Linked DNA regions of Mus musculus: region 2 is linked to region 1. Evidence: chromatin contacts called from public ChIA-PET data. All regions are on one chromosome and are shown on one strand. Each heading gives the region's core, a stretch centred on a gene start, on an enhancer-like site or on the middle of the called end of the contact. The rest is flanking DNA. Distances are from core to core; before and after follow the strand shown. Region 1 has its middle 170 kb from the start of Rps6ka3. Region 2 has its middle 57 kb from the start of Rps6ka3.

What was found. ChIA-PET counts read pairs in DNA pulled down with a chosen protein or histone mark.
Region 2: an RNA polymerase II ChIA-PET map of memory CD8 T cells shows a contact between it and region 1, with 6 read pairs. The contact joins two enhancer-like sites. A contact is called at or near these places in 1 of 39 promoter capture datasets (pre-B cells), 4 of 484 Hi-C or Micro-C datasets (CD4 T cells, CD8 T cells and embryonic stem cells) and 1 of 115 datasets of contacts at active chromatin or transcription factors (memory CD8 T cells).

The regions. Positions count from the first base shown.
Region 1 is chrX:159,077,376-159,084,597 of GRCm38.p6, forward strand. No RefSeq gene overlaps it. Among named protein-coding and RNA genes, the nearest start is that of Rps6ka3, 170 kb to the right of the region's middle. Within about 2 kb of position 3,371, at least 39 of the 459 cell types and tissues checked have an H3K27ac peak or open chromatin away from gene starts, as enhancers often do. A contact at or near this core is called in CD8 T cells and memory CD8 T cells, where this site is marked.
Region 2 is chrX:159,195,342-159,202,563 of GRCm38.p6, forward strand. No RefSeq gene overlaps it. Among named protein-coding and RNA genes, the nearest start is that of Rps6ka3, 57 kb to the right of the region's middle. Within about 2 kb of position 4,285, at least 51 of the 459 cell types and tissues checked have an H3K27ac peak or open chromatin away from gene starts, as enhancers often do. A contact at or near this core is called in CD8 T cells and memory CD8 T cells, where this site is marked.

The DNA of each region.
Region 1 (7,222 bases), core at 2,121-4,620:
TCTTTACTACAAATCATCTCTACACATTATTTGCACAAAGGGAAAGAAGAGAGACCACATCACAGTGTTGGCTCCTACTATATGTCAAGAATTGAGAACAAGCGACATGGATGGCATCAGTACATTTTTCTTTCTTCAGTCACATAAACCTGTGGTTCGGACCATCCCTATATGAGCAGGGGAACTCATATGTTTTGAGTGATACTGAAATATGGGCACATGGACAACTGAAATCGGGCTACAGATGCCATAATCTGTCTTCCATACCACGCAGCTGCCTCCAAACAGTCTACATGTTCATTATTGAAGCCCCCAATTTTTAACAGCCTGCCTTCATTTATCATTTCCCGAGTTTTTATTAAAACCAGTTTTGCTGGATTCAATTATGTAAGTACTGCTTACATAAGTCTACTCTGGTTCTACTATTTAAGTGTGGAGCTTCCAGCCACTAAGAATCTATAGTCTATTTCATCAGAAAGGAAACCTCATTTATTATCTCCTTTGTCAAGTATGCCCTCAAGCTTTATCCACACCATGGCGTTTATCACCTTATAAAAAAACACCAGTGAAGTCTTGGGTTAGAACAACAAAGTGAACCGTAACTAATCACTGGTGTTCTACATCTCACCTCCAATAGCCACTCCATTCATCATGGTACTGACTAAAGACACTTTTATACAAACTGCGTGCTTTCTTTGAAGAGGGTCAATTGAACCTGTCCTGTGTAATCTGGGGCTCTCTTGAGCATGTATCAGACCATTCTGAGGGGCTACTTAAAAACAGATCACCAGGTCCCACCTCCACATTTCTGCATCAGTGAGTCTGGGGTGAAATTTCAAGTCATTTACCTTTCTAAAAAGATCCCAGATGGTGCTGACACTGCTGGTCCTGAACCACACTTTGAGACCCACCACTCTATTGAAAGGCATAAAAAAAAATGAATGTGGGGCTAAACACATGGTTCATTTGGTAAAAGTGATAAGCATTACAAACATGAGAACCCTGTCAAAATTCCTGATGTGCTTGCAATCCCAATGGCTGGGGGAACAGAGATAGGCAGCCTTTTGAAACTCACTGGCTAATCAACCTGGTATTCTTGGTGAACACCAGGTTCAGTGAGAAAACCTATATCAAAAAATAAAATGAATACTGACTGAGAAAGACACACAATTTTGACCTTTGGTTTCCACAAGTGTGTGAGCAGACACACACACACACACACACACACACACACACACACACACATACACACACTGAACAAGGCATCCTCCCTTTCTTCTAAAGTAATGAAAACCTGGGTTTTCATTGAGGGTGGAAATGCACCTAGCTGCATGATTATATTTTTCAATCTCTCTTGCAGTTCTCTATGGCCATATACCTAAGTCCTGGCCTTTTAGTTCTAAGCAAAATGATGCATGAGAATTTCCGTAAGCCTGGTTAAAGGCATCAGGACCCCTAGAAAGAAGCCCATGCTGTATAGCCTTAGGGGTGGCCACCTCCTAATATCCCAGCCTTTGTGCAATCCCCTCCCCTTAGTATGGACTGGATTCTAATATGTGAAGCAGCTGTTATGTCATGAGGTACTCTAAAGAGACACCAGTGTGAGGGAGTTTGAAAGGAGATTGTCTGAGGCCTGCCCCAAACTACAGTAAACTTCCTATTTTGAGTTTCCAAGCTAACATCCTGATTGCAGCCTGGGATATCCAGGGTCAAAGCACTCAACTAAGAAGCTCCTGATTATGACCCGTAGGAAGGATTCAATGAGAACAACAGCAGTTGCACTCCTCAGATGCTGCGCTCATAACTAGCCTACAGCCCCTGGACTCTCCTCCACTTCTGCATCCCACTGGCCTGATACACAGGAATGGGAACTAGAGCTTCAGGAGCCATCCTGTGCCACAAGGATGGAATCCACCTGATGAGGATGTCGGTGAAGAGAGGCATCTGGGTTCCAGCAGTACTAGAAAGCAACACGGGCTTCATGTTTCCTGACTTCCTTATGTAGGGGAGAAATAACCCCTTCCCTTATGAAGCCTTAACGAGTTTATGGATGCCTGACTCTCCTCCTTTCATCAAGTCTATAAAACAACAATGGTATAATTTTTAACAGACACTTAGTTCTTACTATGTTCCAGTGTTCATACTGCAAAGTAACACTTTGCAAATCTTAACCCATGAAATTCACATCATAGCATTACTGGTTTGTTTTGTTTTGTTTTGTTTTCCCATTGTAATTAAGGAAGCTGGGACACAGAAAAGTTCTTGAAGGTCAGACAACTATTAAGTAGAAGAGCCAAGATTATAAACTCAGGCCACCCCAGTCATAGATTCTGTGCTTTTAACCCTAAGTCCTGTTGTGCTAACATTTACCAAGCACTTCCTGAGTGCCAGACATCATGCTAAGTGTCTTACACATGAGAGAACTAAAGCTTGGAAAGAGTTAGGTACCTTTCTGAAAAACCACGAGTCTAGAAGCGACAAGTTGAGATTCCGACCCATGTTTCTTGGCCTTTGGGGCCTGGATTCTTAATACTTGTAGACTGGGACTTCTATTTTAGGCTTCATTTATCTTCAAGCATTCTCAGGGTTATCTCACATAGCCAGTGTTCCCTAAACTTATCTGTATGCTTCATCCAGAGGTCTTGATAAATTTGGGTTTTAGATCAACACATGTGGGCCTAGGCCCAAGATTCTGCACGTCTCCCGGGCACCCTGGTGACCAGGATGCTGCCCACACAGGGGCATATGGAGGGTGCAGACAGCAAGAGATGGACATTATCCTTTGCAAGGCTCGAACTGTAGTATATATAAAAGAAGAAAGAACTAGAAATATTCAATAAAGTTCTCTTAGGGCTTTTAAAGCTCCTAGTGTGGTTCAGAATGTGATTCCCCCCCCCCCATGCCTTCAGAGCTCCTTTTCAAAGCAACTAAGTAATGTGAGTGACCACAAGCATCATTAAAGACAAAAGACCCACATGTCCAAGACCCTTATTTTACACCAGTGAGGAAGCACAGCCAAGAAGTGACTTGCCAAGGTTACAGGGCTAGGGAACATAGGTGCCACTGACACAGGCGGATGCTGCTTAGACCTATTATGCCTGTGGCTGTCCTATTCAAAGTCAGAGGCTGGTTGTTGATGTATGAGATAACTCTATTTCTGACCAGCTCTCTCCTACTGCTTCCAGCCAAGAGCTGGACTCAGAGGAACACCCAAAATGCCTCTTTCGTGATGCCTTGGGGTCAGCAACACACCCCCTATAGCCTGAACAGACAGGAAGCAAAAGTGAGACAGGAAGGAATATGCAGAGTGGCCTGAATTTAGGAGGATTGATACCACAAAAAGGAAGGGGTGAGGTTCCCACATGCCCTGAGGTGCAGAGGAAGTGGTTAGAGTCCTTGTGAGAGCTGACAACTTGAGAACAAAGGAATACTACAGACAGCCTAGATTTCAGGCTATGAAGAAGGGGTTTGCTGCTATATCTGTGACAAGAAATCCCGCCTACCCTGGAGCAGACCTGAGCTCTATAAAGGTACAAACCCAGGTAACAGAAAGACTAGAAAGACCAAACCTTCAAGGTCGAAGCTGGGAGCCAACCTCACCCTGGAGCCCTGGTTTCTAAATGTCTAGAGCAGTGGTTCTCAACCTTCCTAATGCTGAGACCCTTGAATACAGTTCCTCATGTTGTTATGACTCCAAACTATCAAGTTATTTTCATTGCTACTTCATAACTGTAATTTTGCTACTGTTATGAATTGTAATGTAAATATTTTTGGAGATAGAGGGTTCCCAAAGGGGTTGTGACCCACAGACTGAGAACCACTGGTCTAGAGCCATCTTCCTTTACTTAGTAGGTCTTTAGTAAAATCCACAGTCCAATGTGTCAGGTGCTGTGGGATACATAATGAAAGTAAAACAGCGTGGTCAGTATCCACATGTAATTAATTGTTGATTTCGTGGAACAATCTGAGTATTCAGAGTTCCCGAAGCAAGCAGGAAGAAATAGATGTTAGTAGAGGAGCTCACAAGGGAAAACAGGAATGAGCCTAAGGAAATCAGAAGAGGTTCCATGGAAAAGTTGCCATCTGAGTTAAGAGGTCCTAAGCAGGTGTGACTGAACACTAGAATGTCCTTGATTCTTACTCTGTCCCTGTATCGCCAGCCTTTAGCCTGTAACTTCATACCCATCCCCTGTTCTGGGGCATCCAGCCCCATGGCTTGCTTTGGCCATCCAGATGTTAGAATAGACAAAGGAGAGGTCTAAAATATTACCTAATAGATCAACTTGAATTTTTATATTTCAGTCATCACTAAGGAAATAGGCTAAGGCTACTCTACCAGAGGCCAAGACAAGCAGGCCATAGCCAATTCAGTCCAGTTATCCTAGTGAAGAGCTTGTCAGACTAATATATGAGTGAGCTCAGTCAAGGGCAACAGAGACACCTAGTCACCTGTTTCAAGCATGACGTGTTTATTATTGTATGCCATGGAGGTTTTGTGACTGTTTCAGGCATCATTATTATGAAAATAAGTAACTGATATAATAAGCAAAAAGTCTGTGAGACTGGAACACTTGAGTATTGCCTGGAGAGATTCCTTTGGAAAACTAGCTTCATGTGATTTTAATAAGTACTACTTAAAATAAGGCTCTGCTGGTTAAATACATTGGGGAAATGCCGAGTAAATGAAAATAACAGGTTTCTTGATGGAAGGCTTCCCAGGGACTTGTCTGCAAAATTGTACATTGTGAATCAGAGAGAGAGAGAGAGAGAGAGAGAGAGAGAGAGAGAGAGAGAGAGAGAGAGAGAGAGACTGTTTGAAAAGAAATATTTTCCAAACATTATTACTTCAGTGAGTGTACAGGAACATATTATGAGGCGAATCCCAGAAAATCCTGGGCCATTTTACTAGTAGCAAATAAGTTGCCCAAGAGCAGGGATAAGGTCTTTTATATCTGGTCACGGGTCTCAGGACCTACATGTAGTACTGTTGGCCATATCATAGGCACTTGGTAAGTAGAAGCTCAGGGAAAATGGTGAGGCAGGTGCTGGGGGATGAAATGTGGTGTTGTGGTTCTTCTTATCCCTGATCTTTTTTGTGCCTTGCTTATGCTGACAGTGAACATGTCCACTTTGTCACCTGGTTGAGCCCCCAACTCTTCTTCAAAGTTATTATTTCCCTGAGAGCATTCCTGACCTTCACTAACAAACGGGCAATGCAGCCACCTCACTGGGAGACAGACGGTTGGTTTAGCTTTCCTCTAGCACCCCAGGCACAGATCTTGCTGTAGGTGCTTGACAAGTATGCATGGGGAGAAATAGGAGGAGAAGCTAGGGATGAAGAGGAAAAGGAAAACAAGAAAGGAAGGACACAGGGGGGACAGGAGGTTAGGAAAGAGAAAGAGACAGAAGAGGAGAAAGAAGGAAAGGAATAGAACAAAAGGAAGAAAAGGAATTATTGAGACATACTTGGGGACCCTTTTATAGCAACAAACGACTGGTGCCTGATACTATTGGAGATTTTGTGACTAGGAGCATGTGATGGAGACAGATGAGTGCAGGGGAATGAGTTCACTCTTCATCCCACAAGGAGCTACAGAGTAATATTTTAAGCAATAAAGTAGTATCAGATAAGCTTTTCTCTGGAAATTGTTTTCTATTTGTCAACAGGTAAAACACTGTTGCACTAAAAATTCCACAGCAAACTGAGTATACTTTGTCAGTTACAAAAACAAAGGAAATAATGTTTAGCAAAAATACAATTCCTCCAAGTTTCTCAACCGCCTTAAAAGACACAGATGTCCTCAGAGGAGAGATGCTGTACAACTCAGGCCTGGTGACCGGAAGTGCTCACCCATGCAACTAAACTATTCATTTTTGTGCTCAAATGAAATTAAATCTGCCCTGGGGTCATTAAGAGAGGCACAAGTTCCAAGAAGCACAATCTACCATCAGAGTAGAATTAACTGTTTTCTTCGGAAAGCCAATAATACAACAGTGTTTCATGGAGATCTGTTCATCACCAGCCTGTATGCATAAAGAGCTTGTCAACATTACGAGCTGCATTCTCTACCCTTTATGGTTTCAACCCGACGCTGGCAGCTTCCTCACAGCTCTTGTGTCTGCCAAAGTGGAAGGAATGGTTTGTGTTTGCCTAAGGCTGCCTAACATTATGGGTACCTGAAATGTTCTCTGCTATGGAAGTAAAAGAAAAACAGAACATAACAAGTGTGCCTGTTGCAAGCAGTTGTCGTCCTGAGTAATTCAGAGATGGCTGAGAGCACTAGACTAGCTAAATGTTATTTGTATTGACATTTAATAAGAGGTGAAAATTCAATTCTGCCCAAATCTAAACAAGCCAAGAAAAATTACAGAAGCGAAATGGTTATCCAGAAACTCTTCAAGTGATACAAATCTCTCTCTCTCTCTCTCTCTCTCTCTCTCTCTCTCTCACACACACACACACACACACACACACACACAGTATGTGTGTCTCTGTATTGTGTGTCTGTGTGCATGTACACATACTTTGGAGAGAGAAGCAGGATAGAGTAGAATGAATGGGAAATTCTTTCATTTGGTGTAGACTCGAGTGTCTGTTGCCATCAGTAAGTGGAGACACGTGTGACATCCAGGTACTTTCAGGGAACAGATATGTATTACCCCCAAATAACCTGTACTGTCTGGAAATATTCGAGCAAACCTACACCCAAGCCAACAGATTTTGAGAATGTCTTACACGCGTTTCGGCCGGCCAGGAAGAACGCAACAAACCGGAATCTTCTGCGGCAAAGCTTTATTGCTTACATCTTCAGAAGCAAGAGAGCAAGAGCGCAAGAGCAAGAAAAAGAACAAGAACAAGAAAAGCAAGAGAGCAAGAATAAGAAAACAAGAGAGAGAACAAGAACAAGAAAGCAAGAAAGAGAAAACAAGAAAGCAAGAGAAAGAACAAGAAAGCAAGAGAAAGAAAAAGAATGGCAAAACCCCGTCCCTTTTAAGGAGAATTATCCTCCGCCTAGGACGTATTACTCCCTGATTGGCTGCAGCCCATCGGCTCAGTTGTCATCACGAGAAAGGCAGAACACATGGCGGGAAAACTGCCCCTGCACGTGTGCAGATTATGTTTACCACTTAGAACACAGCTGTCAGCGCCATCTTATAATGGCAAATGTGAGGGCGGCTCCCCACAAGAATGACCTCAGGAACACAGGAACAAAGGAATGCT
Region 2 (7,222 bases), core at 3,035-5,534, 120 kb after region 1:
CTTTCTACCCCACATCAGCTTGAATCTTCGAAGAAATACTGGAAGACTTGAGAGCAATACAAACGTTCTGGAAAATGTTGGTCCAATAAATAAAATTACTAATAGTCTTACATCTAATAATCCCACAAGTTTCTGAATAAAGATTCTAAACAATGTCATTTCATATGCCATTTGCACGAAATCATCCTAGGGTGTTTGTTAAAAGTGAAGAGTACTGAGTTCACCCCAGAGCAGCTGTCTAAGCAAACAAGAATTTGATTATGGAAACTCTGAGAGAGGATCCCAGAAAACAGTAAGAAAATGGGTCAGGGAAGAGAAGACAGACAAGAAGGGTGCACACAAAAGTCAATCACTACTCTGAACAACTACAGTTCAATCACACCAGAAACTTAGAAAACATACAGTACACCCATGTCAGATTCTTCTGATATGCAAAAGAAAGCAACATCCTCTGTGTATATATATATATATATACATGGAGAGAGAGAGAGAGAGAGAGAGAGAGATTGGAATATTTAAGATGGTAAAATCTGAATAAATACAAATGGGAACCAAAAGTCATCTGCTCCACCAAATAAATGTATAGTTTGATCAAGTTGGACAACATAGAACATGAAGAAAATATAAGTTAGTTGGATTTCTAATTTCCTAAGGGCTCTGTGACTAAGAAAGACATCTCGATCTTATTATCCCAACCCACACCAAAAATACTCTAATTTTAATAAGCCTTCTTTTTCTTATAATAATAGTATAAGACTTGAACCTGCTATTCACTACTATAATCTCTGAGCTGAATTTTTATTTTGTACCAAGGGAGCTGTTTTAGACAAACCCTGTGAACTTAAATAGGGAAAGTGATTCCTTGGCATGTAAGGTCCATTTGGTGCTTATGTCAAGATGGAGAAATCAAATGGCGCTAAATGTTCTGTCAGGTCAATACTTGATGACTTCATAGCTTTCACTAGCACTCTTAATGGTTCAACACTTAGCACTCAAGTCTGGGAGCTTTTTGTCAGCTCTTTGTGAAGGGGAAAGCCGTAGAGATGCTATTGAAAGGTTGTGTTTTTTTTTTTTTTTTCCAAAAGATTAGTTAATGCACTAGGGCATGGATTTTATTACATGATCACATAACACTGAGTAGCAGAACATATAGTGAGTGATCTAAAAATAATTACTGCTCAGATATCAATTAGCCAAAAGTTGGCCATGAACCGGGCTTTGGAAATGTGAAGCTGGGGACTAAGAGTGCACTTTCCTGGGACCCTGAGCTTTGATACAGCTGCAGGTCAGATGTGAATAAAATCAAACTACTGCTACTTCAGATCTCACTCACATTCCCTTCTTATTTTCCATAGCCACCCCTTATACTGTACTAACAGGGCTGCAAAGGGTCAATAAATGACTGTCACCATCCTTCTGTAAAGTTGGAAGCCATCTTAGCCCACTAAATACCAAAACAGAATCAACCTAATGTCTATTTGTGTTAGACACTACTGTCTTTCTAGAATACTGCATGACTTAGAAAAGTCACGGGAATGAAGAGAGATGAAAGGAATGAATGGGAAGCTGGAAATGTTACCTTGATACAGTATAACAGAAAGTCATTTTGCTCTGTGGTCCTCCTTTCCAAAGCGTAGCTCCAGTCCAATTATATGAAGAATGCCAGACAAATTTCAATAGAAGGGTGCCCTACAAAATACCACATAGGCACACTTTCTATGACCTAGTTATCAAAACCAAGAAAAATATAAGGAACTGTCACAGTTAAACCTAAAGAGGCCTGACAACCAAATGTAGCATGGTGTCCTGGAAGGGGATTCTGAAACAGGAAACTAGCACTGGAAAAAACAAGGAAATGTGAATAAATGATGGGTTTGGTGAATAATAATGTTTCAAAATTGGCTCATTAACTATAATAAATATGCCACTCTAACACAAGAAGGAATTGACAGAGGAACTGAATGCTGAGAAGAGGGGAAGGGGTGACACATAGAAGGACTATCTTACTTTTGGATTCATTTTCCCTAAAATAGAAAACTTTTCTAAAGCAGTCTATTTTAAAATGCATGAAAGGAAGTAAAGGAAGGGAAGGGTAAAGAAAGGGGGAGGGAGAAATAGAGGGAGTGGAGAAGGGCAGTAACTGAGGGGAGAAAGGAAAGACAGCATTAACTGTGCTGTAGGTAAGGGCCAAGTCAACTGTGCAGAAACATAAACAGGAAATTCTGCTATTTTATTGTATTTATTATTATTGTGCGTGTGTGTATACAGTGTGGAGTGGAGAGGGCACATGTGGAAGCAAAAGACAGCTTTCAAGAGTGTGTTTTCTCCTTCCATGGTGGGTTCTGGGGGGAGGGGTCAAACTCAGGTCTCCGGGTTACTCAATAAGTGGTTTTACCCACTGGACTATCTCACTGGCCCCATAAGTAAGAGAGTCTTGCAACACACAGTGTACATACGGATAACAGGCAATTGCCTGGTGGTACCCCCCAGCAAGAAGAATTTAAAGGGTCAAATCTGTGCTTTAGTCCTGAATGAAAAGATGTTATGTGGGCAGTGGGGAAGAGAGAAAAAATAAAAAGATGTTATGTGCCAGACTTTTTTAAAATTTACAGTAGACTTGGCCCTTATCTACAGCACAGCCTTGATTTATTAGTTATGGGATTTAAAATGGACCTACTACTCTAAGACACATTTGTCTTAAGAGACAACCTATTGTTTTCAGACTGCCAATATCACTAAGAAATGCAGAAGAAATTTTGTCTGTCTTTATCCCTGTACCCTTTATAGAGTTTGCATGAGTTATTGACTAATTTGAGAGAAAATGGAAGTATAAGGTAACTTGACATCTTGTTCATTCAGACTAGACTCTTCTATGGTGCCTCACTCATTAAGAACTAGCTTGAGCCAGTCATTGACTTATCTGAGAAATTCTGCTGCTTCCTTCTATTCTGAACGTCTATTCTGCCTAGTTAAGGAATGAGTATTGAGAGCCTTCTCAAGGATGGTGTAATTGGGAGATACAGGTTTGAGATCACACCATCAATAGTTGAGTTCCTCTCGGACTTTTCGATTTCAGATTTAGTGTTGAAGATAAGCAGTAATCAAAAGACCAAGACCCTGATGGTTTCACAAATTCTTCAACACACAATTCTGTTTCCCCCTCTCTACCCACCTTTACCACTGGCCTGGTCTCTGGTCTGTTGGAAGGTAAATACCAGGTCAAATAGAAGCCTCAGTGGTTGACATAGGTATAATTTAGAATCAGAGACCTTCAGTTGTATTTCAGTCCTCTCCACAACTAATTAAAACGCTCTTTAGTGTTCATACTGAAGACACTTCAAAGTGGAGACAGCACAGAGGATGCTGATTCGTTTTGTATAATATATCAATATCATATATTCAGATATATCCACATATCATATCAATAGTAACAAGCAACTTATAACTATTATGGCAAGAAAGGCAGTGGAAGCTTAGCAAATGGTTCTTCCTAGTGTTTCCCAGGGTAGAATATCCATCAGCTAGATTTTTAATTTCAAATTCCCACAAGTTGACATCAACCTTAAGTGGGGGAAAAGGGAGATTGGTATTATTTGGCTGATACAATACAGCTAGAAAGATCTCGTCAAATAAGAATCAGGATCTAATAGCAAGTGATTTTATGTTCTTCCTTCTTGGCCCCAGTCCTTTCTAAAGTTTCACTGTCCCTAGATACAACTGCTAATACATCTAACAACTAAATATGTCTCCATCCTGTGTTTCTTTCTTGAATTTCAAGTCAGTTTGTACGATGTCCAACATATTCTTCAAGGCCAACATAGACAGAATGGGTTCATTACGCATCCTCCAATCCAGCGTCTCCTTAAGGACTTCCAGTTGCAATAAATAGCACCACAGTTCAGTCAACTAGCAAATCCGAAGTGTGGAATTCGTATGCTGTCTTCCTACCTGCTGCCACAGTCAATGAGTAAACTTTCTTAGGTCTCAAGTCTTCGACCTAAATAAGCCTCCAAATCCTCTACTGCTTCCTCTCCTCACTCTTAGTCCTTTATCTATGATCCTACCTTTTATCAACACTGGTCTTTCCATAAGTCTAATCCCTTCCTTCATTCACAGCCTCTAATTCTTCTCTACTTGGAAACAACACCCAGTTACAGTGCTACCACCCCCAGTTATCTTTTTAGCCTTATTACTCTGACTTTATCTCTGGTACACTGTATACAGCAGATTGAAAGTACATTGGTTTTGCAAACATCCATGCAGCTCTTGCCTGACTGCCCTGTACCCACTTTAAGACTCAGTTCAACAACCACAGTCACTTCCTCTATGAATGTGTAATGGCATATGTTCCCCCCACCCCACCCACACACATAGTTGTTTACTTTCTCTCTTGGCTGTGTACTTGAAAGTGATTCTTATTGCCATGGATTTAAATTCTTTGGTCAAATGTCTGCTCCCCACCAATATCTGGAAGCTCCCTGAGAACAAAAACTGGGCTCTACTCATCATTACATCTACAGTGGCTAGCCCAGTATTCATAAATACACATCTAAAGTATGCTGGAATTTGTTACCAATGAATCATAGACCCACTGAAGGAAGCAGAGTAAAATGAGTCCACTTCAAACCCTGACACCAAGATTTGGGGGTGATATGACTTGCTCAATTTACAGACTGATTTGACAACAACAGTAGTAAATAGACTCAAATATCCTTCTTTATATCAGTTCTATTTCTACTATCCATCACTGTGTCTCAGATTCAAAGCATAAACGTTACTGAGCCTGTCAGTGTCTCTGTTTCTACTCATAGTCAACGGAAATTACTAATGCCTTCCTTTCCTATAGCATAGCAATTTTATTTAACTATGTTGAATGCTGTCTCTAAAAAACGCTTTGAGTTCAGAGTCACACCACAGTCAAGAGTCAGCGGCCCACCACTTTGATTTCAACTTCTCAGTTTACTCTCTCGCTTCCTCTATTGACTTTTCTTCCTCTTCAGCCTGCAAGCCAGCAGAAGCTAGAGGAGAAAGAGATTTGTGATTTCCTCTTCCACTCTAGCTCTACTTAACTAAGGAGAAAAGTATTGTGAAAAAATAAAACAGAAGGTCCTGCATTGCAAAATTTAAAATACTGTCATTAATGACTAAAACTTCACAACAAGTTCTAATTTCTTTAAAAAGAGGGCTTGAGGGTCAATGTGAACAATAACAATATTATAAAAAACAAAGAAAGGCTGTTGAAGTGTTGCAGATTTAAGGAGACGGAAAAAACGTGATAATTAAGAGTAATAAAGGATCCAACAGTCAAATCCTATGTTGCAGGGAAATGCTGTCATAAAGGACATTGTCAGATCAACTGACAAAAGTGGTATAAGGACCAAATAAATGTGTGATATCAATATTAAGGTGATAAGAGATTATAATAATTCTGCTGTGGTTAGGTTTTAGAAAACTCATACAAAAATATTTAAGAGTAAAGACATGTTGAAAGCAACTTACTCTTGTGATTTAGTAAAATACTGGGGGAGAAACGGTAGAGAAATGGGTAGATAAATTAATGGATAGATGAATGGATGGATGGATTGATAAAGTACATAGAAATAAAGTGAAATAAAACATTTCAGTAGGAAAAAGCCCAGGAAACTATGCAGATGCCCTTTCTACTATTTTTTCTGCTTTTTGAAACAGAAGCAATTTCATCCCAGGTTGGCCTGGAACTCACTAGGATTGACCTCATTCACAATTCTCCTACTTCAGCTGGAACTCACTAGGATTGACCTCACTCACAATTCTCCTACTTCAGCTTCACAATTGTTGGAATTGTTCATACTATTTTTTTTAACTCTTGCAGCTCTTCTACAAATTTGAAAGTAAGTCCGAATAGTCTTTAAAATTATGTTCGAGCAAGACATTACATTTGTGGTATTCGAGTTCAATAACCATATGTCTGTCATTTATCTGTCTATCTTCATTAATTATGTTCTTTGCACTAAACTAAAAAGTACAGGAGCTAAAGAGACAAATAAGCCTAATTTTGTCTAAATGGCTTCTTTCTAGTTCAGAAGAGAAGACATAAATACATAAAGTCCTGTCCAACAAGGGAGCAGTAGCCGTAAAGGGGGGAGGCAAAATGGAATTTCAGAGTGTTACAGCGGAGGCCAAACATGAGTGATCCCTTTGATCTAGAAAGGCATAGAAAAAGTAAGGTCATCAAAAGCAAAGTGGACAGTGAAAACTGAGTGGCAAGGTGGGAAAACATATCCTGTCCCGAGCAGCATAATTCCAAAGGCTTTGCGGGGAGTGGTGTCAAAGATCAGGGTAAGAATGTTGGTTAGGGTCAATTGGAGACACCTGGAAATGCCCGATTAAGGAGTTTGGACTTTGCAAAGGCCAGAGGTCAGCAATCTCTTAGAAGTGCTGACCCCTTTTTCTTCTGTTTCTAAACAACCCAGATAAAAAGGCTGGTTGCTAATGATTGTGCAAGAAGACTAAGAAGGCTCCAGTATTTGGAATTTGGAAGTCCCTCATTTACAGCTGCATTTGAAAACAGAACTATCGCATTGCTCACAATTTTTTACTCATTTTCTATTTCACTGTGTTGGGGTAGGAGAGAGAGAGGAGGGGGGAGGGAGGGAGAGAGACAGACAGACAGACAGACATGCACCATAGCATGTGGGTCCCAGGGATGGAACTTGGGTTGTTGCCAGGCTTGGTGGCTGGTACCTTTACCTGCTAAGCCATCTCACCAGCTCGATTTAATGCATTTTAATTAGTTATCATAAACCTTGCCTTTAACACATGGCTGTTTTTAGTTATGTCGTCAGCCTGTGGAGGATTATCTTGATTGTAATTAATTGAGGTAAGAAAATGTGTCTACTGTGGGTAGCACCGTTCCTTAACTGGTATCCTGGACAATCTCAAATGAGAACTCAGCAGCATACATCCATTCGTCACTCTCTGCCTCCTGAGTGTGAATACAATGCAGCCATCCATCCTCTTATTCCTGCCACTATGTTCTTCCTACATCTTCCTTGCCATTATAAACCACATGCCACTGGAACTGTAAGCAAAAGTAAACCCTTTCTCTCTTAAGTTGTGTTTGTCAGGATATTTTGTTACAGCAACAGGAACAGAAATTGATACACTATATAAAGCAATCCATCCATTGTTTCCCTGGAGAAAATAGAGACACTGTGCTATTTGTCTTCCAACTCCTGTCCTT